Linked DNA regions of Mus musculus: all the other regions are linked to region 1. The links are chromatin contacts, called in public promoter capture Hi-C maps. All regions are on one chromosome and are shown on one strand. The core of a region is the stretch at or near the end of the contact, and the rest is flanking DNA. Distances in the headings are between cores, read along the strand shown.

Region 1 (7,790 bases), core at 1,898-4,397:
TCACTCCATAGACCAGGCTGGCCTGGAACTCAGAAATCTGCTTGCCTCTGCCTCCCAAGTGCTGGGATTAAAGGTGTGCACCACCACTGCACAGCCACATCCTTCTTTCTAAGGGATTCTGTTTCCTCCATTACTCATCACAGAGGACTGTGCCTGTGAGTTTTGTGAAGCATGTATACAATCCTGGTCACAGTAACCTATCTTAAAAGGGCACGCAATCAGACACCAACCTACAAAGTAAGCCATATGAATCAAGCACAGAGACTGTTTAGTAGTATCTCTGCTTTGCTTTGAATCAAATATTTTCACGTGCACAGGCAACAGAAAACGGCTTCCGTGGTGCTCATGGCTGGTGAGCTCCTGGATGAGGACACGACTAGACAAAGGCATAAGGAAACAAGCAGCGGAATACATATACGGTGCACCAACCTTCACGTAGTCAACTGCCCTTGGAGAAAAATCACAGGCATAGGCAAAGAGATTCAAGTCTTCTTCTAAAAGTGGGAATAAACAGTTCCCAACCCCACAGCCAGCCTCCAACAAAGTCAATTTTTGACCTTCATACTGAGGAATGAGAACACAGAAGTTATAACACATTGCGTTTGCATAATAAACATACCAAGCTAAAATGTTCAGTAGGCACGAGATGTCTCTGACCTCAAGAGGCAGATACTAAACAACAGAGCTAGTGAGAAAAAGTTAAACACTGGCACCTCATTTATAATCATTCGACAATGGGCAGTTAGTTCAGTGTGAAAAATAAGGCAGCCACAGCACAGTGCATACACTCTGGGCTAACCTCCTCCTCAAATCCCAACTCCTCTTTTGCCCCTGGATTCCATCCTCGGGCAACTCACTTCTATAGCTCTGTGCCTCAATCGTTTTTCCTGCAAACAGGAACAACACGAATGCACTTCAGAGAGTTGCTATGAAGCTTAACTAAGGGAACAGATGCAAAATTCTTAGAAAACAGTACAGCAAATGTTCATTAACTACCAAGCAGCTTCAATCTGTCACTAAAGTGTAGTCTGAATATTTACTATTTCTAACCTTCACATCAGCTTTAACTAAGCAGAAAGCATTAGGGGGCTGGAGAGACGGCTCAGTGGTTAGGAGAACACATGTTCAATTCCCTGCATTCATATGGCCACCTACAACTGCCTGTAATTCCAGTTCTGGTGGCCCTGACACCCTCTTCTGACTTCCACAGACACTAGACATGCATATGGTACATAGATATACATGCAAGCAAAACACCCATATGCATAATAAAATAAACAAATCTAAAAAGAAAACCTTAAAGCTCTGTTTTCTATTAAACAGCCCAGACATTGCTAAACATACTTGAAACAAATCAGAACTCTCCATAGGTACATTCTGACAGACGTCCTAATTTTCTTTAGGGTAGCTCAGTCAGTAAAGTGCTTGCCACACAACCACTAGCACTCAGGTAAAAAACTGGACGTGGTGCCGCACAGTTGGAATCTCATTCTAGGAAGGCTCCCTGGGGATTACTGGCTATCTAGCCCAAGCTAATCTGTGTGCCCCAAGTCTACTGAGAGACCCTGTTTCAAAAAACAAGACAGCTCCTGAGAAACGGCACCTAAGGGTGCCATCTGGGAGCACTCTCTACATGTAACAAAGGACCTCTCTTCTAGGCATCATAAATGAAGATGGCTCGAGCCAGGAGAAACCCCAGCCTACCTCCCTACATGATCTCAACTCCTCAAACTCTCTGGTGGTCCAGTGTCTGTCCTTGAAAAAATTGGTACTGTTTCTTTTATAAAAAAGGTCCCAGTTCTTCTGAGCCTCTTTTTCCAGTTTTTGCTGTTTAAAAGCAGACACCAAAGCTTGGTCTCTTTTCAGTTTCTCCTCTTCTTCAGTGCTAAGAATCCTTGCTTGCAGTCCTTTCCTTTGGAAAGAAGCCATTGTAGTTGCCGGAAACACATTCAATGCTGCTATAGGTCCTCTGTTCTTCAACCATCTGAACAAACGATGCTGAGATTGTAGACACTGGAGTTTCTCTGATGCAGTTTCCCCAGGTGACTTTCCAGCTCCAACAGGATACGATGCTACTTAGGAAAGAGAAAGGGGGGGAGGGGGTTGACTGATTGATTCTGACTAGTGATTCTCTAACAACCTGCCTGCTTCTCTCCCCATCCTGTTCATCTGAGCCAGGGGCTGTCCCTGAAGCCCAGCCTGTCCCTTGAATGTACTTCCTCTTGCCTCATCCTCCCAACTCGGGTGACCAGGGCCTCATCAAGCTAGATCGTTCTTTATTATTTCTAGAGCTTGGATTCTAAACGAGTCCAAGACTCGGGGAGAGGTTCCCGGAGGGCTCTTTAAGGCTCCGGGGTCAATTCACTTAACACTCCCGAGATGCTGACTCTGCCCAACACCCTGCCGGGGTCTGGAGAGGTCATAAAGACCAAGACAGTCTCTACTGCATAGAGCTTACTACACTCAGAGACCAGAACTCTCACGGACCGGACTCCCAATTCAAATCAGATGAGCCAAGTACTACAAGAAATAGGTTTACTTAGGGCAAAGGGACGCATCCACGAGTTGACTGAGAAAATGTGAGAAAAAAAAATTCTCATCAACGTTCAGTGCCCGTGGGAAACGTGACTTCAAAACAACGGCAACAACCGCCCTAACCGAAAGCGGGTAGACGATTGCCTAACAGACACGGGATCGCGGGGGGGCTAAGGAGGTGACGGAGCTGATCCGGAGAGGCCGGGGTTTCTGATCGTACCCATAAACTGAAGGAAGCGTCGTCGGCCAGGAGAACTGAAATCCTCTCATCGCAACCATGGAGCGAAGTAGGGGGAAGGGTGACTGAGGTCCCGAGAACCGTCATCGCTCTCTGAACCCTCGGATAAAGCAGGCCGCTAGGGTCTCGGGCATGTCCAGGGACACTCATACCTACATTCAAACTCGCGTCCACTCAGTTCCCCACGCTCTGAGCTCCCAGGGTCCCCAGCAAAGAACAGGTCAGGGCGCACTCACCCGTCAGTCAAGCCCAGGCGTCGGCAGCAGAATCTTCTAGCTGACCTGGGCTCCTCCTTAGACCAGAAAACTGTGGGCTGCAGCAGTCCCGGAGAACTCTCTCTCCATGGCACTGCCCCCGCTATTTCCGTTGGGGAGACGGAAGTCCCTCCCCAATGCCGGAAGTGCAGCGGCCTTACTTCCGCAGAGTCTCTCGAGACGCGGAGTAGATTGGTTTCCGGCCCCGGGTGGGCGCGGACTTGGTTCAGTGCGCGCTCCGGAGCGGTGTCCCGGGAGCGCGGTCCTGCGGGCCGCTTGCGCGGGGATCCGGGGGGACTGCGGCCGCGCGAGGAGAGCTCCAATCCGGGTGCCGGGCAAGTGCAAGGCCATGAACGGCACGGCGAACCCGCTGCTGGACCGGGAGGAACACTGTCTGCGGCTAGGGGAAAGCTTCGAGAAGCGGCCGCGGGCCTCCTTCCACACGATTCGCTGTGAGTGAGCGCCCCTCCAGGTTCACTTGGGGCTCCCTGGCCGCCACGTGCAAGCCCAGACTCCCCTGGCTAATCCCGGCTCGAAAGCGTCGCTTTCCTTACCTCTCATCCCTTAGCCTCTGGAACTTCGATCTGCTCTTTTACTTTGAAATCTCTTCTCCCAAACCAAACCTCTGATTGCTGCCAACTATTCTTTTACTTTACAGTCTCAAATACCACTTCAGAAAGTCATAGCCCCTTTATTTCAAATTCCCCTTCCCAGCCCTTAAGCCAAACTTTTCTCCTTTAGTAGCGATGCCCATTTCTCCTCCCTTGTGTCCCCGTTCTCTTTGTCGAATTCTTCCATCAGGGCTCTTGCCCTGGAAAAGTCTTCCGTTTGCTACGAGTGTCGTTTACTTCATTCCTTCCCTTGCTCCTTTCCCCTTGCTCTTGGTCTCCTCCACAGCCAGGGAACCTGCATTCTTCGTGCCACCCATAAGGTTTCTTCTTCCTCTCTGCTTATGACACTGATTTTGTTGTTGTTGCTGTTCGAGACAGTCTTACTAGTGATGCTGGCCTAGAAATTACTATATAATTCAGGCCAGCGCTGAACATGCTGCAGTCCTCCTACCTCAGCTTCTGTGGTGCTGAAAATATGGACCTGATCCACCATACCTAGCTAGATTAATGTCACCTACTTCACCTTAACTTCTGGGCCAACTCACTTGTGGGTGAAGAATAAAATTAGAGTTTGTGCATCTGGCATAAATTAAAGCCTGATCTATGTTTGGAAAATGAAGAAGGCAGCATAAGGAATGTGGAAAGAGTCATTATGTTGGGCCCTTTCCTACGTGATTATAGACTCTGAAAGGGGTATTGCCACTGTGTGTCCTGAGTCAGGACATGGCTGACCAAACCAAGCACATCCCTGTGAATCACAGGCGTCGGGTTTCCGGTAGCGTTAGTGTGGGTTAAGACCTGCTTTGTCATGGGAGCTAATCGATGTGACTCAACACACAGGCAGGGGGGTGTGTTAGATATTAAAGTCCCATCTCTGTGTGGCCTCTTGTCACATAGCTGCATCTGTGCTTTGCACCCACAGCAGACTCAGCTGTTGCAGAGAGACAGTACTGGGGAAACGATAAGATTGTCATTTCCCAGTTGACTAATTTGTTCCTCCACAGAAGAGCAGTGTAAGTTTAAGTGCAATTCTGCACATGTGCTCCTGGCCTGCAGTTTGAGTCAGGTGCGAAGTAAAATGGCTGTTCCTATTGTGTAAGTGTAATTTGCAAGAATAAGCAGGGTAATTTCTGGAGTTCGCCAGTCTGCTTCTGAACATAGCCAGACTTTTTTCCCCCACCAAAATGAGAACTTGAATGTGGCATGTTCTATTTTAGAACATTTCTGTGCAAAAAGAGGCCAACCTCATGTGGCCTGCTGTGTCTTATGTAGGATTTATAGTTAAGAATGTCTGCTGAAAGCAGGCAGAGGTGTTGCACGCCATCCCAGCACTTGGGAGGCAGAGGCAGGCAGATTTCTAAGTTCGAGGTCAGCCTGGTCTATGAGTTCCAGGACAGCCAGGGCTATACAGAGAAATCCCTGTCTCGAACCCTCCTCCCCCCCCCCCCAAAAAAAGAATGTTTGCTGTGTTGCTTTTATACACACAGTTTTTATATACACAGTTCTGGTATTACCTTATTATGGATGGTGAGATGTTAATTGTGTGCCTGACACTTGGAAGAAGGGATTGTCTTACATTAACATAAGAGAGTGTAAGTTTCAGAGAGTATATAAGTTTCAGCTCCCTGTACTAAATGATGGTATAGTTGAAGGCAGCGTATATAGAGGTGTTTCTGAGTTGATAACTATTGGGTGAGAGCATTTGGGGCTCATTATTACCGTGAATGAAGCATATGAAGTTTTCTATGACAAAGTCTTTTAGAATTGTAAATGAGAGGGCTGGGGAGTTGGTTCAGTCTGTGAAGTACTTGATATGAAAATATGAATATCCGGGTTGGAATCCACATAAAGGAGCCACAGGATAAACAGTTCCTATCTCAGTGCCAGAAATATTGAGACAGAAGGATTACTGGGGACCCACCGGCCAGCTGGCCTTGCCTGTTCAGTGAGTTCCAGGCTAATGAGAGACCCTGGTCAAAAAAACCAAGACAAATAGTACTTAAGAGATTATCTAAAGCTGTCTTCCATAGGTACCTGCAGATATTTGTACACATGTACCTGTGCATATACAGGCACATAAAGGCATTCTCAACTGCTTTTATTTAATCTGAAATTAAAATGCCCAAGAAGTCTTCATTTTCAGCCACCCAGTGGGAAATATCCATTGTTTCCTTTTAGACGATTTTAAGCCAGCATCAATAGACACTTCCTGTGAAGGAGAACTCCAGGTTGGCAAAGGAGATGAAGTCACCATTACGCTGCCACACATCCCTGTAAGTTGTTTCCAATGTTGATCTAATGTAACGACCTTGTGTTTTATTTACAGTTCAAATTTCCTTCTATTTATTTATTTATTTATTTATTTATTTTAAATGTTTAGAGAGCTAACGTAAGTAAAAAAGGAATTTAGGAGTCAGATGGGTTCTTACTCATGCGTCTTGGGACTTGGTTTAGGTAGTTCTTTGTCTCTAGTCTTTACTCCCCATCTCTGTCCAATATATAGTATAGTAGGCAAGGTTCCGTCTAGACAGTGGCCCCTTTGCTAGACATATATAACACTTATCCCAAGCAGTTCTGGAGAAAAGGGCCCTATGTGCCCTGCATAGCAATAGCAGCTCCTGAACATAGAACAGCCAGAAGGCAGGCCAGGAGCCAGAGTGACATCTCTATATTTAGTAAGGGATCCGGTGCAGGCTGATGGTCCTAGGCAGGAACCAAAGTTTGGAACACTCAGCTAATTTAGGGGTGAAGAACTCAGTTAAAAGCTGCACCAAAGACTTGGAAGAAAAGACTTTGTACTGTAAGGCTCTCTTCAGGGCAGCACTGTGAGTCTGGGGTGGTAGCTCAGTGATAGAGGTCTTGCCTTGCACGCATGAGGTCTTAGGGTCAATTCCCAGTTCAGCCAAAGGAAAACAGAAGGGAGACCTGTGTTTGCGTTCACGACACCTTGGGCTGGGGAGATGGCTTGAGGAAATGAAGTACTCAAGCAGGAGGACTGGAGTTTGGGTGCCTCAGAACCCATGTAAAAACCATGGCAGACATGGCAGCTGCTGTGAGCCCACAGTCACAGATAAGGACATGGTATCCCCTGGGCAAGCTGTCTAGCTAGACTTAGTTGGATTGAGCAAAAGAACCTGCCTCAAAAAAGAAAAGTGGAGAGTGATTGAGGAGGGAGCCTGATGTCAGCTTTGGGCTTTTAGGTGCATGTAGATACACACATGCACCTGTACCTATTTCTGCCCACACACAGAAAACACGAGAAAACACGTGTACATGCACACACACACAGAAGAAATAAACAGAAAACAGTTAGACTAGAAAAGCTCCTTAGTACGTGTCACGGCTCTGTCCTCAGACACAGCAAGTTCTGTAACTGGTGACAGAGTGCAGACTGCAGCAAACCTGGAAGCCCTGGAGCAGAGGGAACAGCCTTTTCATCTGAACTCCTGTTTCATTACATGTTGCCCATGGAAGATTACATCATCTCCCATTGGACCTGAGTTTCCCAAGTGAAAAATGAAGGGGTTAGGTACATGGTCCCTATGCACCCTTCAGACTTAAGTTTCTACTGTGCAGTTAAGGGGCTGAAGAGCCAAGCAATTTAGTTTGCTGTTGTTTTGTTTTGTGCTTCTATAAATTCTGAACAACAAGTTAAATCTTATATTTAACAAATATTAAATCAGTGTCCAGTGTAGGAGCCCATTAGTGGGCTCTAAGAATTAACTTTAAACCAAATGAGTACATTTCCTGATGTTGTGCAGCTTAGGGTCTGGAATTTAAATATAGGAATATATAGTAGCTGCTGGATACGATGCTTTCCTGTAATCCTAGCCTTTGAGAGGTGGAAGCAAGGTGGTTGAGAGTATAAGGCTAGCATGGGCTACGTGAGACCCTGTTTCAAAACCAAACCAAAATAAACACTTGTGGAAAACCAGAGAAGAGTTATTTGAACTTAACAGAAGATCGAGTAATTTACATAGTGTCAAAATATAGCAGGCAGAAGGCCAGTTTCAGCCCTGAAGCAGGAAAAAGAGCCTCTTACTTCCTAAAGACCTCAGAGCCCAGAGATGGGTGGTGGGGTCAGGCCCTGCCTTAAATTCATTATCCTTTGCCTTGCGAGCAGCATGGGAGCCATTGAAAGGCTTGGGGTGA
Region 2 (7,790 bases), core at 3,134-5,633, 490 kb before region 1:
TTTTATTTAAACATGCACTCAGTTTCCATCTTCATTTAAAAATGAATTGAACCCAGGTCCTCTGGAAGAACAAGCCAGTGCTCTTGACTGCTGAGCCATCTAGGCAGCTGGCTTAGTGTCCTTGTAACGTTTCCCCAGCAAAACACACTCGGACAACCGGATCCTTCTACGGCAAAGCTTTATTGCTTACTTCTCAGGAAGATCCAGAACCGGGAAAATGGAGCTGCTTAAATACCCCTCTGTGTGACGTGTCAGCTCCTGATTAGCTGCTCACCCATCACCCCACTATTACACCCCGGGATGGGCAGTGACTTGGCACGAATTTACTCCAGCACCTGCGCACATTGCTTGTTTACTAGTTAGGCACTGAGGAAGCCAGCGCCATCTTGTAATGGCGATTGTGCACAGCTTCCCACAGCTTAGTTTAGTTTTTATTGCTGTAGAGAGACACCATGACCAAGGCAACTTTTATAAAGCACATGGAATTGGGGCTGGGTTATAGTTGCAGAGGTTCAGTCCATTATCATCATGGTGGGAAGCAGGCAGCATCCCGGTGGAAATGGTGCTGGAGAAGGAGCTGAGAGTTCTACATCTCAATCTGAAGGCAGACAGGAGAGAACTGTCTCTTCCACATTGGGCAGAGCTTGAGCACTGGGAGCTCTCAAAGCTTGCCTACACCGTGACACACTTCCTCCAACAAGGCCACATCCCCTAATAGTGCCACTTCACACAGGGTAAGAATATTCAGACCGGGGCTGGAGAGATGGCTCAGCGGTTAAGAGCACTGACTGCTCTTCCAGACGTCCTGAGTTCAAATCCCAGCAACCACATGGTAGCTCACAATCATCTGTAATGAGATCTGATGCCCTTTTCTGGAGTGTCTGAAGACAGTTACAGTGTACTTACATATAATAATAAATAAATCTTTAAAAAAAAAAAAAAGAATATTCAGACCACACCAGTCCCTTGACTTTTAATTCTACCTGGGTCTTTCTAGCTATCGAATCACATTCATTACATAAAAGAATCTTTTCTTGGTTTATTGGATTCCACTCAGGAAGTCCTGAGATAAATAAGGTTGCTATTAGTAATCCTCCCACACGGACTCCTAGCATGAAGCCTTGAGACATATTTTTTATTTCAGTCATTTGGAAATATTAAAAGAAATGTCAGGCTTCATAGTTACGACTTTGGCCCCCTTCGAGAACATGTAAAAGTACAATGTTCTTGTTCCAGAGGTGCCAAAGTATTGTTTTCCCACAGATTCACTGTTAAGTTTCTCAGAGCTGTTTGCTATTAAGAACTTACTGCCTATCTCCTTCCTTCTTCCTCCAAGTATCCCTCGCCTTCACTCCCAACCCTACATTTTCTTCTTTCCTCTCTCAGGCCCACTCCCTCCCTGGCCCGCTGTCTAGGTTGGCCACAGTGGGTCTGGCTCCTTTACAATTGGATGGCAGTGCCCCATGAGAAGTCTGAGTAGGGCTAGGCTCTCAGTATCACCCACAGCTTCCTCCCAGGCATCTGATTGGACTCTTTTTAACAGCTTCTGGGGTCTCTGAGCCTGAGACCTCCTCCTTTCTAGTCAACTAGGGTTATTTAAAAATTGACCCAAAATCTAAAAAGAACCTTCCGGGGGGCTTGTGAGGCAGCTCTGTAGACAAAAGCTTTTGTTACCAAGCCTAGTGTCCCAAGTTCAATCCCTGAAATGCACACAGAAGCAAAGAAGTGACTGCTGCATCTGTCTTCTCCTATCACCTCTACAAGTGGGCCCACATTCAGTACATACAAACAAATGTTAACAAAACAATGGAAAAGAGACGAGGGGGCTGTTAATACGGCTTAGCCAGTCAAAGCACCTGGGCTCCATCTCCAGGAACATGGTGTAATCCTGCAAACTGTTCTCACCTCTATATGCACACTCTTATACACACTAAATAACTTTTTAAACAGGGAAAAATTTTTAAAAAGCCGACTAGGAAGGTGCAGTGAGAGATGGTTCTGCTTATATTTCTTAAACAAGACCATCTAACCAACACAAGATCCATGAGAGAACTGCTCCATGAATTTTAGTTGAAAGCATTTGGGCTAAGCATAGTGGGGATATGCCTTTGATTCCAGTACTCAGAAGGCAAAGGCAGGTGGACTATGAGTTCAAAGGTCAGCCTGGTCTACATAGCAAGGTCCAGTTTCTATATTGGAAGACCCCCGTCTTGCCAGGCAGTGGTGGGCACGCCTTTAATCCCAGCACTTGTGAGACAAAGGCAGGCAGATTTCTGAGTTCGAGGCCAGCCTGGTCTACAGACAGTCAGGCTATACAGAGAAACCCTGCCGGGGGTGGGGTGGGGGGGGTGTCTCAAAAACACCAAACCAAACAACTCATCCTTAAAACAGTATGAAGGCTCATAATGGAATGTGAGACTTGGACAGTTATAAATAGGACTTTCCGGGCTGGGGAGATGGCTCAGTGGATAAGAGCACTGACTGCTCTTCTGAGTTTAAATCCCAGCAACCAAATGGTGGCTCACAACCACCCCTAATGGGATCTGACATCCTCTTCTGGCATGTCTGAAGACAGCTACAGTCATACAGTGTACTTATGTGTAATAATAAATAAATCTTTAAATGAATAAATAAATAAATTAGGGCTTTCCATATGCCAGGCGTGGTAGCATATGCCTGTATTCCCAGCACTTTGGGAAGGTAGGGCAGGATTTTGAACTTGGAGACAGCATAGTCTACATAGTGAGAACCCACTGCAAAAAGAAAACAAATGTAGTACAAGTTATGAAGTGTTTATTCATTATACACACGGGAAAGAAGCATTGCATACTTGTATCTCCTGTTCTCCATAACAAGCTTATGAAGAGATGGTATAAAATAGTCATAACTTAAAATACATTTGGATTAGAAATGAAGCCATGACAATTAGATCTCGACACAGCTGTGCTATAAGAACATAGGCGGTTTAAGCTCATGTTTTGCTTATGAAAGCAATTCAGCTCATCTCACAGGAAACAAAAGCAGGTGCTGAATCATGAAAGTCCCAATCAGTTATTTTTAGCATGCCTCTTAATTTTTCTGTCCCCTGATTTCTTGTCTTCTGTGCCTAAGTCTTGAACAGGTAACCACTTTAGGGGATGGCGGCGGTAGATAGGCCATGGAGGAAGTGTCAGCTAGATCAGAACAGAGAAAAGGTAGCATTTATTTCCATTCAAGGTCTAAATGATCATTTAGTATGTCTGATCCCCAAATAACCACCATGCTAAAGATTAACAAACTAATGAGACAAAATATGTCAGGGAGTGAGAACAAGCCTTAAGTGTTTACACATACAAGTTTTAAGAACTAAAAGAAATATGAAGGCTGCGTGAGCAAAGCGAAGCCCCTGGCATATTCATTTTACTGCCTAGAGGAGATGCAAAAGACAATTAGAAAGCTCTACACCTTTATGTAGCGCAGGCCATCGGACACAACTTAACATTCTACTTTTCAAATAATAGAGAACAGAAACATTAATGGGAAAGACGAACAAAGAGGTGATTCTGGTTCTCACTGGTAGGTCCAACCAAGTCTCCTGAGTCAGAAAACTTACGCTACTGCTAATACGCAAATACCACAAATAGCTTACCAAACAGGAGAAAGCAAATCCGGCCATAACTATGTAGACAGTCCACCCAAACTGTTCAGCCACGTACCCGTAGATAAACCCAACTATCTGAAAAGAAACAAAGTATATAAAATGCACTCAAACCAAGAGAGGCGGGGTTAAGAATTAAAAGTAATGCAATACTTACTGCAGAAAAAAGAATGATCCCCTGAAACATCTGTTCAGCTAGTTTCTGCCCCTTGTAATCCTAGGGACGAAAAAGAAGAGGACGAGTTGGTCCTACTGCCAAAGGACTGCAATTCTCGTAGGGAACTCAGCGTTGGCATAAGGCAGCATTCAACACCAGGAGGGCCCGAGAGTAAGGAAGCAAACATGTAATTTCCCAGGGAAACTTGGGCATCTTAACAGACCACGGGAAAGGGGATCTATTCTGGGGAAGAGAAGGGAAAGTGAAGCCAATCTTAGGAGTGGCTCCGGTGAGGGTGAGGGGCTTAGAAGTCGCTAGGCTCCAAAGAGAAGTGCGGGGGATCGGGGACGCGCGCCCTCACCATCTGGGTGGGCAGCGAACTCAGGTGTTCCAGCATGGTTGCTGAAGACCGATACCGACAACGAAACGGACGTAGCCGATTATTAAGGAGTAAAGTTTGCGGGGGTCGATATCGAGAGCAAGGCCGACCAGCCGAGCGTTTCACTTCGGCCGTGGCCCCGGAAGCGGATGTCTCCGAGGGGCACGGACAACCCCTGGCCCCGCCCCGCGCCATCGACAAGGGAGGTACGTCTCTTAGCTTTCCTAGAACCCTGTACACTGCTCACGAGGGCTGGGGCAGCGACCTGGCCGGAGCATCGTGCACCGGTCAGCGCTCCTGGCCGCCCGGAGCTGTAATTGCGGCAGGAATCACTTGCGGGCTGCGCCTCCCCAGTTTAACGGCCGCCGGCGCGCTCCACGTCTCCATAGCGACGGCCTTTACTCGGGGAGGACCCGGGCGACGGGGCTGCCCCGTGGCGCCTGCTGCGCCTGGCTTTCTGGCAGAGGGAGGCACAGTCAAACTAGGGGTTGTGGCCCTACGTGGCTGCTGCAGAGCTCGCCGGCCAGTGGGCCACGGCCAGAGAGCAGCGGACGCGGACGGCCCGGCGGTGGGCCGGGGCCTGGGGCCTGCGGAGCGAGCGCTGAGCTGGCGGGGCGGGCTGGGGCGTGGGCGGCGGCCACTCCTCCCAGCGCAGGTAAGGGCGACTGCGCCCAGCCTCGGAAGGCGACGATTCGTCTGACGCGGCTCTAACCTGACCTGTCAGTGCGTGGCGGGATCCCCGGAGCGCCTCACCACGTCCCCATCACTCCTAAGCGTAAGGAGGCTACTAATGATCTCTAGAGTTAGGGAAGATAACGAAGCCACATTCTCCAGGGAAAGGAGACTGCCTCGGAGAAGAGCTGCGAGGCCCAAGTCGCCCCACATCTCGTGGATTGAGCTTCCGTGCCCCTATGTAGAGGGTCCCAAATTCGGCCTAACTTTTTGGTTGCCGGTTTCCATGGCTCATTCCCAGGCCAGTCCCTCTTGGTAAAGACCAGCCAAGGGCCGGGCGTGGTGGCGCACGCCTTTAATCCCAGCACTCGGGAGGCAGAGGCAGGTGGATTTCTGAGTTCGAGGCCAGCCTGGTCTACAAAGTGAGCTCCAGGACAGCCAGGGCTATACAGAGAAAACCCGTCTCGAAAAACCAAAAAAAAAAAAAAAAAAAGACCAGCCAAGGGGTTCCCTTAACCCTGTCTTTCAAGGGTTGTGTATTTCAAAGCGTGAGCCCTTCCCTCATGACTGAGCTAGATGGGGTGCCGAATTCAGACAGACCATTCTGGGGATCCCATCCTCTGGGGCCCGCTGCCTCTGTGGACTCTGCTGTGCATGCAGTCAGGCACAGATGGCGAGATGCTAGACACTCTAGACTGGGAGGTGAGTAGCCGATGCCAGCATCTACACATCCATGGAGCTACCAACCCATTAGTTAGTTAGTTAATTTTGATTAGCACAGTTGTGACTTAGAACTTGGAAACTTGGAGTGTGTCAAGGAAGATGTCCACATCACTCCAGTAATGTGACTATTGAATTAGCTGCGGGGGGAAAGCACCTATGTGATAGAGCTCTGGAAAGTGTAACCTGGGCTTTGGGGACGTTTCCTGATCGTGAAAGACAAGTGGGGCATAGCCAGTTAAGTGTGTGAAAATGTCCAAGTGTTCTTGTGCTTTGACACCATTCAGAAAAGTACAGACCCCCTTGACACTTCGGACCTTAGAGCCAGTACAATGAAAGACTACAACAATCTTCAAGGGTCTTTTTTCTTTTCTCCTTCCCTACACTTTCCTTAGTACATATGAATAGGCTCTCATTCCTCAGGGTTGTATCTCTACCAGTGCACTTCATAGGACGGGAGTTTGTTTTACAGACCATATAGTATTTGAACTATAAAAAGATGGAAAAACAAAATGGTTTTGCCTTGTTCCTTTTGACCCAACAGCTCCATAGGAATCTCATGCTTTTCCATATTCTGGAATTTAATGTTAGTGATGATTAAGATTGCAGTAAGAGCTCTTCTTTATTGGAGATCTGGACTCCTCCTGGATTAGCAAATCCAGGACTGTTCCACAAATGTCACATGCTTGCTGCATTTCTGGAAGGGATGGCCTTAGGTGACAGGATACAGCAGTAGAATTACATTTTCATTTAACTCCTTGTTTCTGTGGAACTTAGATTCACAGCTCACAGATGCACACATGCGATCATTCCATAACTGGGAAGGAAGAGTAAGATTGTCGGTGTAAGGAGAGCACAGAAAGATGCGATTGGTGACCTCCGCAAGAGCAGTTTGAAAATAAGACCAAACATCTGAGAACAGAGGAAGGAAACACACAGAGAGAAGAGTATTTCAGCTCATTTGAGACATTTAGTGTGAGGGAGGCAGAGACATGGACCTGTGGGTCAGTCCTCTGGAAGTGCTCCATCTTCTCCACCCTCCTCTACCTCTACTGCTTTAACTGGAAGACACCAGAACATGCTAGTGTGCGGATGGGTGTGATCCACCAGGAATGGCGAGAAGTTGGTGCTACACGAGAACAGTTGTAGGATAGGGTACAGAGCACCAGTGGGAATCCTTCCATGGATATCTGTGCTCCATATTGTATGTAATAGGAGGGGAAAGTTTTTTTAAAAAGTTGAGACTGAATATAAACAGAGGTATTTAGCTTTAGCTTTTTTTTTTTTTTAAAGTGGCGGTATGCTAGACAGATAGTGAGTAAAGTACTCACCTCACAAGTGTGAGGACCCGAGTACTTATGTAAATGTGGGTGAGTGTGGCAGCTCACCTATAGTGCCAGCACTCAGGAGGTGGAGATGAGATGCTGAGAACAAGTTGACTAAAAGACTGTCAAGTTGTGGATCTAATTGAAACTTTGAAACTTGTAAGGTGAAAGAAACACAAGCAAGGAAAACACCTGACAGAACTCACTTCTCCCCATACACACTTGCGCACACACACACACACACACACACCAGAAAGAAAAGGCTGAAACAATAAACAGAATACATTTTTCTTAAGATTCTTTTATATTAATGGGTAATATATGTCCTGGGTTTCCTGTATGTGTGTTTGTGAGGAGTTTGTATACAGGTGGTTTGGGAATGTAAAGGTTTTGCAATTTCTGAGCAAAAGAACCATGAATTTTCTGCTGCTGCTTCTCCTTCTCCTTCATTTTTCCTTCTCCTTTCTCCCTCCTCTTAATCCTCCCGCCTCTAGTCCTCCCTCCTCCTCCCTCCTCTTCTTCTTTCTCCATACACACAGTATATATGAAATTTTGAGAACTTCTTTCTTCTCCTCTTCCTTCTTTCTTCTTCTTTAATGTATATGGGTACACTGTAGCTGTCTTCAGATAGACCAGAAAAGGGCATCAGGTCTCATTACAGATGGTTGTGAGCAACCATGTGGTTGCTGGGAATTGAACTCAGGACCCTGGAAGACAGCCAGTTCTCTTAACTGCTGAGCTATCTATCTCCCCAGCCCTGAGAGTTTCTTCTAAACAGACCAAGGAACCCGGAAAGACATGCCAGGAAAGACAGCATGATGAGACTTATTCTGAAATCCGGTCCTTTTCATGTGAGTAGCTGGAAGCCTTTATCATCAAGTGCTTCCTGTCACCTCTCTA
Region 3 (7,790 bases), core at 3,895-6,394, 460 kb after region 1:
CTCCAGCACACATCCAGGGTCACAAGTTGGGCTCTGTAAGGACATGAGAAAGAAAAGAAAGAAAGTTCTGGCTGTTTTCATCTGGGTTGGCTTGCAGCACATGTACACAGGTCAAAAATGAGCAGTTGCCTTGTAACAAACACATCCAGGAACAGCTTAAAGAAGACAGCAACTGGTATAATTTCATCACTCTCAGAGGGTGGGGGGCAAAAGCAGGATGAGAGCAAATCTGAAGCTGCCTGGTTACCTAGGTCAAGGTCGTCCTGAGATGCACAGCAATACCTACTTCAAGAATACCCACATCAAGGACATAGCTCAGTGACAGAGGACTTGCTTAGGATGCCAGAGGGGCTGGGCTCAATCTCAGCATTGCCCTTCCCTTGTCAAGGAAAAAGTACTAGAAATGGAGAGTGGAATGGTGTTGAAGGTCCTCTAAGGTCACCGGGATCTTTCCTTTGTGCATGCCAGCCCTGCCATTTTCTCTGCTTGTCACTCCAGGCTGGCACAGAACACTCAGAGCTTCTGTCCTCCAAAGGCCTCCAAGGGACAGGCAGAAATTTCTCAAACCTCACTCACTCCCTGCATCTAGTGGTCAAGAGAGCAGGGCGAGGAGCAGAGGACATGGAAGCACACATACACAGTGACACACACACTCTCTCTCTCTCTCTCTCTCTCTCTCACACACACACACACACACGCACGCACGCACACACACACACACACACATGAACATACATGCACACTACACACACACAAATTATGCACATATAACACTCACATGCACATACACCACACACACACACTTGACACATACACGGTGCACACTCGAGAGACACACACATGTACACACACATACCACGCATGTCTTCCCATGATGGTGGAGGGGACATGAGAAATAATGGAAAAATAACTTCCATATCTGAAGAGGTGAGGAAAGGCAGACAGGACAAGACTGGGATGAGGAAGAACAGTGAGGTCGTGAGAATGAGCATTTCGGGCAATGTCTTGTGAGGTGAAAGCAGGGTCAGCAGAGACTGGAGGAAGCAGCAGAGAGGAGGGACCATCTCTTCTTAGAATCCTGCCTAGCTCTGCGTATTCACAATGCTGCAATGACTGAACACTTGGAATTAAAACAGTCAAGAACCAAATGGAGGCAGGATGGACCTGTGTGGGTGGTGGTGGGATGGACTTGTGAGCGTGGTGGGATGGACCTATGTGCATCGTGGCGGGATGAACGTGCACATAGTGGGTGGTGGCGGGATGGACCTGTGTGCGTGGTGGTTTCTTTCATCTCAGCACTCAGGAGGCTGAGGCAGGAGGATTGTGAGTTCCAGGCCAGCTGGGTTATACAGCAAAACCTTGTCAAAAGAAAACATAACTTTTAAGGTTAGTGGGATGGAGACCCCCCAAGGTGTGTTGATTAATAAAAATAACAATTAAAGTGAGTGTCAGCGTGAGAAGGCCAAGCAGACCAGCAAGATGGTTATCATTCAACACTTAAAATGCTGGCCAACTCAATTCTATTCAACAGAAGATGAAAAAGAAGGAGAGAGACTATAAAGGAGTACAAATGTATTAAAAATATTACCATCCACCAGTGTGAATCATGCCCACAGCAAGGTTAAAAGGCTCTATAGTAACTCCGTAGTAACTCTTGCACAAGCAGAGTGCATCCTGTCTGCCAAGCCTCTGCTAAGTGCTTCATTGGCATGATTCCATTCAAACCCCAAGCCCCTGGTAAGGTGCATCTGTCACCGTCATCTATTTATCAGATGAGGAAACTGTGTTCCAGATCCTAGCGGCCTAAGCAGGCAGCGTTGGGTGAGGCAGAGGAGTCGGATCCCCTGAGCCATTTGTTCTGTAACTTCACCGGCAAAGGAGCTCTTTCCACAAGACTCCAACCTATGGTGCGTATATGTTTAAACACAGTAGTGTTTGTGTAGAACAGCAGCAGCCAGTTTGGAAATATCAGGGGAAAGGACATTCTAGTCACCATGGCAACCAGAGTTATACATTAGTAAACAGTACACTTAAAAACAGCACAGGGAAAACACAAGATCTTTACTGAGAGGCAAAGAGAAAAATGCATGCATGGAGTGACATGCTGGATTAAAGCTTGGAGAAATGACTGTCCCACATTCCAAGTACCCTAGGGGTTTGCTGTGTAGCCCAGGCTGGGCCTCAAACTCAGCCTCTTCTGGCCTCAGCCTCCTGAGTAATGGAATTTTAAGATGTGCTACAATGTACACCTCTAAATTAGTATTTCTGTCAGTTCAACCACATGGGTAGTATTTATCTGTTTTGTAGCACTGGGATTTGAACTCAGGACCTCATCTTAGGAAAGTACTCTATCATCTGCACCATTACCCAGCCTTGAAATTATTCTCTTAAGAAAATTACCTAACTTCAGAATTTTATTATAGTAAATAGATCAGAGGGTCACATAAAACATTTTATTTGGAGTTAAATATGTTCTTTGCTGGAGCTCTCTCTCTCTCTCTCTCTCTCTCTCTCTCTCTCTCTCTCTCTGTCTCTCCTTCCCCTCTCTCTTGTTCTTTTAGCATAATAAAGGTAAGTGCCATGTGTTGAACTGGCTTTTATTAGAACACAGAAACATACTTGTAAAACTTTTAGGAATTTTGTGTGCTCGTTTATACATAGCTATGATTAAAAATTACATTATATGAACTGGGCTCAGTGGGTAAAGGTAGTGGCTGACGAGCCTGATGACCCAAGTTCAATCCCCAGGCATCTCCCGGTGACAGGAGAGAACGGGCTCCTGCAGGTTGTCCTCTAAGTTCACAAGCGTAGTGTGACCTGTGTTCACATAATAAAATAAACAAATGTTAGAAACTACCCCCAAACACCAACCAATGTTTGTGCTATTTAAAAATGATGGGTAATAAAACCATAAAGTCCATTTCCTTCTATTTTACTGCATTTTTCAAACTGTGTATGCTTTCAAGTTCATGCACATAAAGTGGGTATGCGGAAGGCCACGTTCTCCAATGGCATGCTGCTGTGCGTCTCTTCTCAACACAGCTCTGGGATCAGTGGCATCCTGTCAGTAGCTGGCAATTTTCTGTGGTGGGAAGACTGAGGCCATGAGATACTTCTGTTCTGCAGCTGTACAGACACCCGAGATAATCAACTCAGAAAGAGGAAAGGTTTATGTTTGGATCGTCCCACCTGTGACGAGCTGGCCTTTGGACCTATAGCAGCACAGCATGCAGGAGGGATGGGTGCACATGGTGGAACAAAACCAGTCACCTCTGCATTGCTGAGAAGCAAAGCAGAGAAAGAGGAGCAGATCAGAGTCCCACAGTCCCCAGTAAGGGCATGTCTCCAGTGATCTAAATGCCCATCACTGGGCCCTACTAGTTAAGTGTCTACCACCTCCCAATAGTGCCCAGCTACAGAACCAAGCTTGTGACACGCAGACCTTTGTGGGACATTCATGATCCAAATACCAGCACTGGTAGGGGCTCTGCACAGGTTAAGGTCTGCGTGTTTGTTCCTTTTTTCTGTTTTGTTTTTCCCTTTAAAATTGTATTGATTTGATTTGTATGCTTGCCTGCTCATGTCTGCCCAAGAGGGCCAAGAGGGCCAAAGAAGGCATCGGATCCCATATAACTGGAGTTATAAGTGGTTGTGAGTTGTCCTGTGGATGCTGGGAACTGAACCCATGACCTTTGCAGTGCTCTTAACCACGGTACCATTTCTCCAGCCTCAGGTTCTGCTCTTTTGAGGGAGCTGGTTGCTAAGCATTGGCCTAGGAGCATGTGAGCAGGCTTCATGTCTCTTCCTCCCTTTCCCTGTCTCTCATTTTCTGAATGTGTGTGTGTTTCAACAGAAGGGGGGGAGGGGGAGGGGGAGTGGGGAGGGGAGGGGAAGGAGGAGGAGGAGGAGGAGGAGAAGGAGAGGAAGAGGAGGAAGGAGGAGGAGGAAGGGGGAGGAGAGGAAGAAGAAGAAGAGGAAGAAGGAGAAGGAGAAGGAGAAGGAGAAGGAGAAGGAGAAGGAGAAGGAGAAGGAGAAGGAGAAGGAGAAGAAATCACCTAGTAGTTTCTATAAACAAGTAGGAGAAGTAAACCAGGTATATAGAGAGTGTGGGCTTGCAACCCCTACTCAAGAGAGTTCAAGGCCAACCAAAGCAGTTTCCCAGACTCTGGCTCAAAATGAGAAGAAGTGAGCTGGCAGTGTGGCTCAGTGGTGCATGTTCAAGGCCCCATGCTCAATTTTGGAAGAAAAGAAGAAGAAATGGGCTGAAGAATACATGGTGTCTCACAGTCAGTGCTAACAGAGGTGAAAGGATTTCCTCGTGGTAAATGCGAGAGTGATTATGTACTTTCCCTTCGTAAGCGGACAGTATTTCAAGTTTGTTCACCTTTATCCTGATAAAAGGGAGGTCAGTCAAAGACATCTAAAAGACAAAGGCTTGCCCTTTCAAAGCAAGGTTATGTTGCAACGGAGTGGGAGGCCTTTAAAGAAACTCAAGCTTTGGGGAGAGGATGTGGAAAGCAGGTAGGTGATCTGAGGCTGAGGCTGAGGCTGAGGCTGAGGCTGAGGCTGAGGCTGAGGCTGAGGCTGAGGCTGAGGCTGATGTAAAACCCAGAGCCTGTGGTTTCCAAAGCTGGAGATTCTGACTTTATGTCACCGTTAGCTTCATCTGTTACCTTGACACAAACATAATAGTCACTTGGCAAGAGGGAAACTCAACTGACAGATCGCCTCCATTAGATTGGCCCATGATGCATTCTCTTAATTACTAATTGATGTAAGAGGGCCCAGCCCATGGTGACATCCCTAGGTGGGCCTGGGCTACCATGAACTAGAGGCAAGTCAGTAAACAATGTTTATTCCTCCATGGTTTCTGCTTCAAGGTCCTTAGTGGGCTGTAACCTATAAGTGGAATAAGCCCCCCCCCCCAAGTTGGTTTTGCTCAGTGTTTTATCACAACATAGAAACCAAAGTAGGGCACCTTGTGAGAATCTTCTAAAATAAACTGACTTGTCTCCAGTATGAAAAGATAAAGCCTTCTAATTATTTTACAGAAACAGCTAGTTGGCAGCAGGAGTCATGGCAGCTGTTAGCTGACTCCCAAGTAAGGCAGTCGCGTGTGGGTGAATAGCACAGGCCAGGAACTTGTAGTCCTCCTCCAAGTGCTGAGATGCTAAGTGTTGCCGGGAAGAGTCTGGTGTAAGTGTGTCCTCCAGAGGTGCAGCTGCTGGGAGCTTAGCACTCAGCGTGCTGATATCTCTTGGAGGCAGAACCTTCAAGAAGTGGTGCCTAGGCCATCAAGATGGTTCAGCTGGCAAAGGTGCCTGATGTCCAGCCTGTGTGGCGTGGAAAGAGAACTACTCACAGAAACTGTCTTCTGAGCTACACACACACATTACACACATGTACACACACACACTCATACATGCACACACACACACAAACACACACACATATACACACATTACACACATGTCCACACACACACATACACCACACACACTCATACATGCACACACACTCACACACATTTATACACACAAACACACACATATATACACATTACACACACACATACACACATACATACCACAGACACAAAATAAAATATATAAAAATAAAATATATAAATAAACATAAAGGATGGATAGTTAAATATTTTTATTGATAACATCCTTTAAAATTTGGTAATATTAGCTTAGGGACAATCTTAAATGCATCTGTGACACAAAATCCTTTTCTTATCAGATCCAACCACATTTGGACATTTGGATTTTAGCCTCCCCTACCCCTTCCCCTCAAGTCTTATGTTCAGAATTCCGGTGCAGTCACCATGCGTTTTGACAGGTCCCTGAATTCCTAACCTCTGCGTGCGCACGTGCACACACACACACACACACACACACACACACACACACACATAGCCTGGCTTGCCCTTCAGAGCTCAATTTGGGCCCTTTCTCCTGATGAGAGAGAGCAAGACACCTGGGCTGTGTGCATTTTCTACATATGCCTGTTAGATGTTGTTCCCGGGATTTTGTAGTCACCTACCATTTAATTATCTATGACCCTTGAGGGTCCTGCTTTATCTTCTGGCTTTATTTTTAAAATAACTTTTTTTTTTGACATGGGTCTCACTATGTAGCTCAGGCTGTCCAGCCATCACCGGCTGCCATTCTCAGTTTCACATCCAGAGAGCCGCATTTGACTTTGCCCTGCGACTCTGTGATGTGTTATTTGTGCAGTGGCCACCAGAGGGCAACAGAAGAACAGAGTCTAGTCAATTCTATCCCTCTAGAACTGTAGGCTGTGGATTGCAAGATTATTTTAGGTCTGAAAGGGAAGTCTACTGGTCACATGAGCCTCAGTTTCAGACAATGATTTTAAGCAAACCCTTCCAAGAAAGCACGATGGTATTCAACATTTTAATAAATTGAAACATTTGAATATTTTGAATTTAGAATTCAAGTTGAAAAGTTTGGGTTCTGCCTCCAGCTCTCTCTATTACCCAGCGTGTCTGATCTCAGATAAGACTTCGAATCTGAAAAGTGTTAGTTTCCAAATCTGACAAATGGGTGGCATGATGTCCTTTGTCTCCTGGGAGTGCTTTGAGAACTGTAGGCAGTGGAGCACACAAACAGCCAGAAAATGAAAAATGCCCAGGGAACTGCAAAAGCTAGATCCGAATCAGAGAGCTAAATAACAACAGCCCCACCCCCGTGTCCTAGCTTGAGAGCAAGCTGAAAGCTGGTGTAGCCCTCTTGGTCGGTGGGCATGAACGTATGGCAGTGCCAGGGAGGTGGTGACAGGGGATCCATGGGCCTTGATAGCCAAACAGCCTAGTCTACTTTGTGAGCAGAAGGCCAGTGGGAGACCCTGTCTCAAAACACAAGGTGGAGAGTTCAAGGCCAGCCTGGTGTATGCCGCAAGTTCTAGGGCAGCCAAAGGTTCATAGTGAGATTCTGTCTCAAAAGAGAGAGAGAGAGTATGTGTATGCTCACACAGAGAGAGAGAGAGAGAGGGAGAGAGAGAGAGAGAGAATAACTGAGGAACGACACTTGAGGTTGACCTCTGGTCTTCATACATGCTCACACATGAGTAAATGCACTTGTATGCACAGAAACATACACATGCACATGGACACACACAATAAAAAGTCCTTCAAATTACCCAGAAGCACAGAAATGCACTGTATTTTGAGAGCCTTTTGTACGATGTGAGACCCACTGAGGACACGGTCACATCCCAGGCCAGGAGAGGCATCCGTTCACTGACTCTATCACCAATGCTGTCGGGTGGATGTGGATTTAGTGTTGTCTGCGGCCTGTGAGGGCTTGAGGGGGGTGGGTTTTTGTTGTTCTTGCTAAGTCTGCTCAGTTTGCACAGGTTCTGTATGTGTATAATACAAGCAGGTCCAGAATATGTTTTTCAATATTTGTTTATTAAAACAATACGTGGATATGACTGGACACCGGAGAGTGATCATATGAACTTGGATCTTGTTTGTTGTAAATGGCCCCTGGGAAATTTCCAGGTAGAGGAGATGCTGCAGGCAGGCGGATGAGCTGTCAGGCAGTACACCTGAGAGGACCAGGAGGGAGAGGAACGAAGACTGTCTCAAGCCACCATGCCCAGTTTTTAAATATAGATGCTCACACTCACATGACCAGCACCATAGCAGCTAAATTATCTTTCCAGACTAATTTAAAGGGCTTTAAAGGGAATATGGATAATAATTTTATCTTATATTCTTCATCTTTATCTCAGCTCACCATGGAAAGTGCTAGCCCACA
Region 4 (7,790 bases), core at 3,279-5,778, 330 kb before region 1:
TTTCCATCTAAGGGGAGGAGCTTGAAGTCCCAAACTGTCACAGGGACAGGGTGTAAAGCAGGGATAAGAGCTCCCTGCCTTCTTGGTCCAAACAGACACGTCACAAGCCTCACACTGTGTACAGGGGTACAGTGATTTCATACTCAACCTGTCACACTAGGACAAAACACAGGCTTTCCGCCAAGCACCAGCTCGAAGCAGAAGGTCTGGCCTGCCATGTTAGGGCTGGGAGCCACTGCTGAAAAAGCCCCATGGCAGTGCTGGCCCAAGGCGCCACCTCCAGATAGGGAACCAGCACCCGGGTGATAACAGGCAATGGGGACAGCGGGGGTAGGGCGGGTGGGGGGCGGTTTACAGGACCTAGGATGTTTTCATTTCATTTCTGTTGCTGTGATAAAATACCCTGAAAAAATGCAACTTAGAGGAGGAGAGCTTATTTTAAGCTCACAACTCCAGGTCACAGTCCATCATTGTAGGAAGTGACAGGGACTTAAAACAGCTCCTGGTACCACGTCCACAGCCAAGCAGAGAGAAATAAAAGCATGGGGCTGGAGAGATGACGCAGCAGTTAAGAGCACTGACTCCTTTTCCAGAGGCCCTGAGTTCAATTCCCAGCAACCACATGGTGGCTCACAACCATCTGCAATGAAACCCAATACCCTCTTCTGATGTGTCTGAAGACAGCTACAGTGTACTCATATACAAATAAATAAATCATTCTTTTAAAAAAGAGAGAAGCAAAAGCATACTTCTCAGTGTTCAGCTAATACTCTGTACATTTAGACAGCCCAGGACCCCCTGTGTAGGGAATGGTGCCATCCACAGTGGGCACCACTAACAGAATCAACACCATCTTCCATAAACACACCCACAGGCCAACCTGATCTAGGCAATCCTTCATTGAGACTCCCTTCCCAGTTGATCTCTAGGTTCTGTCACCTTAGCAACAGAAACTACTCTCATGATTTGGACCTGAAGGTTGTAGGAGAGTTGGCCAGGGTCAGTGCTCTGGCTGAAGGGCAGCAGTAGAACCAAGACTCGAGAAGGAGGGAACTAATGCCCCTGTGTGACCTGCAGGGTAGCCTGCAGGAGATTGGAGAGTGGCTGCGGGCCAGGCTGACAACAGAGGGCCAAGCTTGGGTGAGGCCCAGCTGGTGCACCTTCAGGACTCAGTTAATGAGTTGTTTTAAAATGCATTTGTTTCTTTTCAAGATAGGGTTTCTTTGTGTTGCCCTGGTTGTCCTGAAACTCACTCTGTAGACCAGTCTGGCTTTGAACTCAGAGATCTACCTGTGCCTGCCTTCTGAGTGCTGGGATTAAAGGCGTGTGCCACCACTGTCTGTTAAATTTATTTTATTATTTTGTTTAAAGCTTTGATACATGTTTATACTGTGTGTCTCACATAGCCCCAGGCTGGCTTTGAGTTTCTGATCCTCCTACCTTCACCTGTTACAAGTGTGGGCTACTGCATTTGCTTCAGTGAGTGATTTAGAGAGATGCCTGCCTGACCACTGTTGTGGAGAACTGAGGGGGGGTGAGGAAGGAGGGCATTCCTCGAGGGCAGCCGAGGAAACAACAGCATGCTGGAGGGAGTAGAAGGTTTGAAGAGCTCCTGCCTGCCTCCATCCTGCAGCCCCATTCAGTGGCCTGAAACGACGCCCACCAGTTTTCCACTGGGACCACCTTCTGGGTCACAGTGCTATACCCCGGAGCGCGCAGACTGAGCCTATAGTTGTGAGAGAATGGGCTGAGAGGGAGATACACGCTGATGGGGGAATGGCTTGGAGAAAAACATGTTCTTATCTTGAAAATGCTGACCACACTGTAAACTGGTGCCTCCAGAACACCCCTTCCCTAAAATGAGTTACAGGTGAGCAGCTTCCCAAAGCCAGAGAGAAAGGAAAACACTTTCCAGTGGAGTGGAGCGTACAAAGCCCCCCCACCCCCCTGCCCCCGGCCCCCACCTCTCTGCTACTGTGATTTTTGCCTTTTCCGCTCATGGCCTCATGCTTGACAAAGAGGGAAGTTACTCAGCAAAACCTCAGGTCTAGATGATGTTATGTTTGGATTTGTCATGCCGAAGCTCCTCTTTGCAGAGCCAGGACATGTCTAGGAAATTGAGCAACTCAGTTTCAGGTTTGGGGAACATCCTTGGCTGACAGTGGGCCCCCCTCAAAGCCCTTTGCCTAGGCAGAAATTAAAGTCCAGTTACCACTCTGGTTGGGCCCCTAGGATGGTTGGCCAGGATTGGGTAATGCTCAGGGTGAGTTGAGAACTGTTCTTCAGAGGGAGGGAGGACCAGGAGGAAGCTGGAGCTTTGTAAGCCTGTGTGCCAGTAGTGATGGATGGATAAGCCAACTGCCGAATCAGCACCTCTCTCTCCGGGGACCACACCCGAGTGAGACAAGGCACTCATCTGCCCACCAGTGGCACCAGACGGAGCTCACGTTCCCGCTGGGGATGCAGCTGGGTGGGATGAGGCTGGAGAGGCCTCAGCTGACTCAGAGGTCTGCTTCCTGGGAGCACCTTACGACCTGGCAGGGTGCTCAGCACGAAGCTGAGTTTGCCTCGTCTGCTTTCTCTGTGTGTGGGAGCTGGGAAAACTGTGGAGACATGAACCATGCAGCTCAGTAGCAAGGTGAAGAAAACTCCCCCGAGCTGGAAGCAAGTTCCTGGGGAGTCTCTGGGTTGACCACCTAGAATCTAAATCCCCAAAGAGCCGAAGGGCCCCGTGAGCTGCCTCTCTCTCCTCTCCTCTGGATCAGAGCAGGGGGTGGGGAGGTGGGGACAAAGCTGGGTGCTAGCCAATGCCCCTGTTTTTGTGCTGTGGCTGTGGATCCCCAGGCTTGTCCTCGACACAAAGTCGTCCCCGGGCAGATGGACGGACACATGCTAAGACCCTCCCACAGGCAGATCTCCTTGCATCTGCTGCCGGAGCCTGCTATGCCAAGTCCTAATGCCACCTGTGCTGGCTGTCGACTCAGGGGTCCTCTCTTCCCTCTGAGGCTACGTTCCTAGCAGCTGCAGCTTGTGTCCCAGGTCATACAGGATGAGGGACTGTGAGGGGAAAGTAAGGACAGCATGGCTACATCCCTACCCACAAGGACCTCAGGACCTCGTCCCTGGCCCAGGCTGGCTGGGCTTCAGTCTCAGAATGACAGACTTAGAACTGTCTGGAACTACAGCAGGTCTCGGAGCTGAGATTTCTCACTGACCTCTGTCCCCATTGCCCAGGACACGGGTGGCAAGGTGCTTTTCCAGCTTGGCACAACCTGGATCTTGTGGTTTTCCATCATGTTTATCCTGATGTCCCACCTGCTCCACCCAGCCCTGGCCTGGCCATGAAATCCCCTTCCCACGGGACCAAGCCCCCATGGCTGCCTGGTGGTGGATCCCCTCTCTCTGCCACGGGAGCCTCGGAAGCTGCCTAAGATGAAGGTGAACTCGGTTTCACGAGGGAAGCTCCTTTGCCCAGATACAGATCCAAAACTCAGTCTCCACACTTGTGGGAAGCTCTCCCCAAAGCTCACGCAGCAATTCTGAGCTGGGGAGACCTAGGGACAGGCCCTCTTGGCCTCCGGAGCCATGCTACAACCACTCACGAGGCCCTGTGTTCTCAGCACACTGGGTGGGGAATGGCAGTCCTGAGTAAGAATCGCAGGCTGTGGTCCCAACTATGGCTCCAGAGGGAACAGCTTGCGGCTCTCCTCCTCGGGCCTGGGATTTCGAACAGGAGAAACAAACAAGCTTGCTAAAGACTATAAAGACTGAAGGGGCCACGTTCAGGGGCCTCTCTGAGACTTAAGAACATTGTTGTTGGTTGCTGTCTGTCCAATGGATCTCGTCTGTTCCACACAGGCTTGGGGCTGGCCACGGGCATATTGGTGGCCAAGTTCTGATTGAGCCCCTTGGTTTATAGTTCCCGGAGGATAGGTAACGATCACATTTAAAAGCCCCAGGTGAGGGCCGCATAGACTATGGTCTCAGTCTGGGAAAGAAGGCCAGGAGGATGGGGCTGGCTCTGTCCCTGTTCACTCATAAGCTAGGCAACCCAGGATGACTGCCCAGAGTACATGACCAGCTAGCCCGACAGAGTTAGAGGGGAAAAATTGCTGAAGCCTTTAAGCTTCAGGTAGAACAGCCGTAGACTTCAGCCTGGGGAGGTGGAACAATAGTCTGGGTCCCTGGGCCCCCAGGGAGCTCAGACAGGTACCAGCTGCTTTGATACCCCCACCCCAACACATCCATACACAAACTATCATGGTCCCTCCCTGTTCCCTGACCCTGGCTCCCACTCACCGTCTGCCCTCGGATGAAGCTGGAGTCTGACAGGCAGAGGACCAGGACACAGAGCAGAAGGAGGGTTCGGGGCTCTGCCATAGCAGGCAGGTCTGCTGTCTGAGACAAAAGTAGTGTGGGGACAGTGATTGCAGCAGCGGCAGGCAGCGAGTGAACTCCAAGAGGCAGGCATGAGGAAGGAGGCAGGACAGGGTGGGTGAGCAGCCGCTTTAAAAGCTATCCGTCAGCTCACCCCCACAGGAACCCACCAGGATTTCCTCCTGCGTATCAGCAGCCTGCAGGCGGAAGGGAAGACGCTGGCCAGTGACCCCCACATGGACGACCTGGGCCCTGTTCAGGGCTTCCTGGCCCAGGACGCTGCTCCCTGGCACCATAGTCTAGAGGTCCAGACCCACCATTAGCCACCTGCCTGGGGTCTAGGGGAGATTCTAAAGCAAATTTAAGCACCAATAAATAATTTTCCCTGCATCTGTCAAGCTGGCTTTTTCATTCAGAAGCTTCGGGGTTCTGGTGCCTAGGAGGTTGTTGGACAGCCCCTGGGCTGGCTGGCCCCCAGGTGAGCTGCCTCAGTCTTTCCGTCAGACACCAGTAGAGGTGGAAACACCATGCTAGCCCCTCAGACTGGTCTCCCCTACCAGCCTCATGGCCTTCCTGAGCCCACCCCTAACTCTGCAGCCACAGCCCAGGTTCCATTGCACTTCAGTCCTCTATGCTTGTGGTGGGTGGGTGGGTGTCTGTGACGTCCCTCACTTGGCCCTGAAGTCTGTAGTGACTGGGTAGAGCCACCGAGCACAGTCTGGGGGGTTCCTTTAATCTTTTAGGGACCTCCACTCAGGCAAACCCAGGATTCATGGATTCAAAGCAGGAAAGAATTCAGAACTGGCGGGTATGAAATAAAACTGAGGTTTCATTAAAAATAGTGTTTAAAAAAAAAAAAACCACACCCAAGAACATGTGTGCAGATCTCTCAGTCACCATTTAATAAGACTTAAGGGTTTTGTTGCTGGGCTTGTTGCTGTTGTTAGTGTTGTTGTTTTGTTTGTTGTTGTTTTTTCGAGACAGGGTTTCTCTGTGTAGCCCTGGCTGTCCTGGAACTCACTCTGTAGACCAGGTTGGCCTTGAACTCAAGAAATCCACCTGCCTCTGCCTTCTAAGTGCTGTGATTAAAGATGTGCATCACCACCGCCCATATCTATTTATTTACATCTCAAATGCTGCCTGGTCCCCCTCACAGAATCCCTCCCCGTCCCACTTCCCCTTTTCCTCTGAGAGCATGGGGCCCTCCTGGGACATCAAGTCTCTGCAAGATAAGGTGCATCTTTTCCCACCGAGGCTGGACAAGGCTGCCCTATTGGGGAAGAAACTCTCAGTCAGGCTACAGCTTTAGGGAGGGCCTCTGCCCCTTTGCTGGACTCTTTCCTTCCCACGTGTCCGTACATTTTCCCTTTCTACTTTGCTTCTTTTTGTTTTTTCGAGACAGGGTTTCTCTGTGTAGACCAGGCTGGCCTTGAACTCAGAAATTCGCCTGCCTCTGCCTCCTAAGTGCTGGGATTAAAGGCGTATGCCACCATGCCCAGCCTTCTACTTTGCTTCTTGGCCAACTGGGGCTTTTCTATTCCAGTAAATTAACTGCAAGGGTATATGCTATGGGTGTATATATATGGTAAAGGTATACGGTAGAGGTATATGGTATATGTCTGTGTGCTCTTCCCTTCTCCCAGGTAGGTGTGGTCTCTGATGGTGAAGCTAATTGGTTTGGACTAAAATCTCTTGCTGTGCCTCACAAAGCAGACGCATGGGTCTGGGCTGCAGCATGGGCTTCAGTTACGCGCCACAGGCTTTGTCGTCAACTGGCCAACTAAGTCCTTTCTGTCTCCTCTAAATGTTGCCTCGGCTAGTCTTTCTGGCTGCTGTCCTCAGGGCTGCCTGATTAAAGAAGTAGATTTTCTTTGTTCAGATAAACTCGGCCTGGGTTTTTTTTTCCATTAATCACGGTTCAGAGCACTTTTTTGACCTGACACCAGGCTTTGGGGCAGCCCAGGGCCTGATTTCAGCCCCTCTGGCACTGGCAATCAGCTGGCACTGCTCTTTAATAGTTCATTTTTGTCTCTCCTGGAGTACTGTTAGCTGAGAAAGGACAGGAGTACCATCTGGACTGACACCGGTGTGGAACAGACAAGGAAGGGATAAAATGAAGTTGTTCTTTGGTTTTGTTTTGAGACAGATATAGCCTTGGCTGTCCTGGAAGGAACTCAGGCTGGCCTTGAACCCAGAGATCCACCTGAGTCTGCCTCCTGAGTGCTGGAACTAAGGTGTACGCCACCACTTCCAGCTGAAGATGGTTTCTATTGTTTACCTAGACCCCAGGTTTGACCACAGCTCAGCATTGCTCTGCTCTGGGGACCCTCCCACCTTCCCCTCCTTCTCTCTCTTCTTGTCTCCAATCTCCCCCTGCTGACCATTCCTTTGGTTGAAGCCCTTTTGGGACCCCAGTTCTCTATAACCTTGAAGACTCATGTTGTGTCAAACTCCATTTTATTAGAATAGAGAACGTAGGCAACAGGAATTATACTTGGTGCTGGCAGCTCTAGGTCCCCTGTACTGGCTCCTCTTGGACCCATGACCTGGGAACTCCCCATAGGGCCTCCTCTGCTCTGGACTTGAGGAGGCCTCCATTTTGGAAAAGCCCACAACGTGGGAGCTTGCCTGTGTACTCTGCTACCAGCTTTGTAATTAGCAGCGGCACGCCCACAATGACAGCAAACAGCAACGAAGGACTGGACTTAACACTTCAGAAAAGGACGTGGGGGTTATCAGGTCCACAGCGCCACGCTAACAACAGCATCAATCACAGACAAAACAATGCTGGCGCGTCTGACCATGCCACTTCAGAGGCAGGCGACACAAGGGACGCTAACAGCACAAGGACGCTCTGGTGGGGCTGGCATATGTCTTCCCAGCGTTAGGATTAACTGATCACACATGTTCACAGTCTCTGTGGGAGCTGGTCACATGTGTGGGGGCCACGGGCAATCAATGTAGGAACCAAGGGAGAGGAGAAAGACCTTAAAAAGAACGCAGAAGGCCGCTTCCCTGCCTTCACGGGCACCAGGCTAGGCTGGGCATGGCAGGAGGCCAGGGCTGCTATGGCGTGCACTAGCCAGTGAGCTCCACAGGCAGCTCCCTGCCACAAAGAGCTTCCCACTGTCGTGCGAGCAGTGAGATGAGCTTTTCTCGGCTCTCGGCACTGGGGACAAACACCTGCCACTGTACCTCTCGGCCCTGGCCAACCCTGCCAGGACCACCTGGCATCTCCCCAAAGTGGTCCAGGGTGACACTCCCCATGAGGTCGTGACCCTGTGTGTCATCAAAAACAAGAGTGAGGGCCTGTGGGTAGGGATAGTAGCCCATGAGCACCCGGTCCAAATCCCGGACCCGGCGGCCATCGTCTAGCCGGTATCTGTCCCTCTGCGGTGGCTCTTTGGCAAATT

Evidence for each region. Promoter capture Hi-C pulls out the DNA fragments that hold promoters and counts their contacts.
Region 2: a contact with region 1 is called in a promoter capture Hi-C map of pre-B cells, with 3 times the contacts expected there. The contact joins the promoter of Glt8d1 here to the promoter of Mettl6 in region 1. A contact is called at or near these places in 5 of 39 promoter capture datasets (cranial neural crest, liver, pre-B cells and 1 more), 1 of 484 Hi-C or Micro-C datasets (pre-B cells), 4 of 115 datasets of contacts at active chromatin or transcription factors (astrocytes, embryonic forebrain, intestinal villus epithelium and 1 more) and 1 of 9 other capture datasets (liver).
Region 3: a promoter capture Hi-C map of hippocampal neurons shows a contact between it and region 1, with 2.9 times the contacts expected there. The contact joins the enhancer-like site here to the promoter of Mettl6 in region 1. A contact is called at or near these places in 4 of 39 promoter capture datasets (the 3T3-L1 cell line, the C10 cell line and hippocampal neurons), 2 of 115 datasets of contacts at active chromatin or transcription factors (acute myeloid leukemia and large pre-B cells) and 1 of 9 other capture datasets (adipose tissue).
Region 4: a promoter capture Hi-C map of liver shows a contact between it and region 1, with 2.5 times the contacts expected there. The contact joins the promoter of Stab1 here to the promoter of Mettl6 in region 1. A contact is called at or near these places in 10 of 39 promoter capture datasets (the 3T3-L1 cell line, cranial neural crest, embryonic stem cells and 6 more), 6 of 115 datasets of contacts at active chromatin or transcription factors (bone marrow-derived macrophages, embryonic forebrain, embryonic hindbrain and 3 more) and 4 of 9 other capture datasets (adipose tissue, embryonic stem cells, liver and 1 more).

Annotation. Positions count from the first base shown.
Region 1 is chr14:31,491,893-31,499,682 of GRCm38.p6, forward strand. Mettl6 (methyltransferase like 6) reads right to left here and starts at 3,148. Exons shown (of 6, transcript NM_025907.4): 1 at 3,010-3,148; 2 at 1,705-2,072; 3 at 430-564. The coding sequence starts at 1,929. Eaf1 (ELL associated factor 1) reads left to right here and starts at 3,187. Exons shown (of 6, transcript NM_028932.4): 1 at 3,187-3,479; 2 at 5,817-5,911. The coding sequence starts at 3,377.
Region 2 is chr14:30,997,050-31,004,839 of GRCm38.p6, forward strand. It overlaps Glt8d1 (glycosyltransferase 8 domain containing 1), which reads left to right and starts at 4,384. Exons shown (of 10, transcript NM_029626.2): 1 at 4,384-4,948. Spcs1 (signal peptidase complex subunit 1 homolog (S. cerevisiae)) reads right to left here and starts at 4,617. Exons shown (of 4, transcript NM_026911.3): 1 at 4,156-4,617; 2 at 3,795-3,854; 3 at 3,629-3,715; 4 at 2,777-3,173. The coding sequence starts at 4,368. The coding sequence ends at 3,048.
Region 3 is chr14:31,948,862-31,956,651 of GRCm38.p6, forward strand. No RefSeq gene overlaps it. Among named protein-coding and RNA genes, the nearest start is that of Gm41125, 9.2 kb to the left of the region's middle. Within about 2 kb of position 5,145, at least 15 of the 459 cell types and tissues checked have an H3K27ac peak or open chromatin away from gene starts, as enhancers often do. A contact at or near this core is called in hippocampal neurons, where this site is marked.
Region 4 is chr14:31,164,113-31,171,902 of GRCm38.p6, forward strand. Stab1 (stabilin 1) reads right to left here and starts at 4,529. Exons shown (of 69, transcript NM_138672.2): 1 at 4,300-4,529. The coding sequence starts at 4,380. It overlaps Nisch (nischarin), which reads right to left. Exons shown (of 21, transcript NM_022656.2): 21 at 6,816-7,790. The coding sequence ends at 7,456.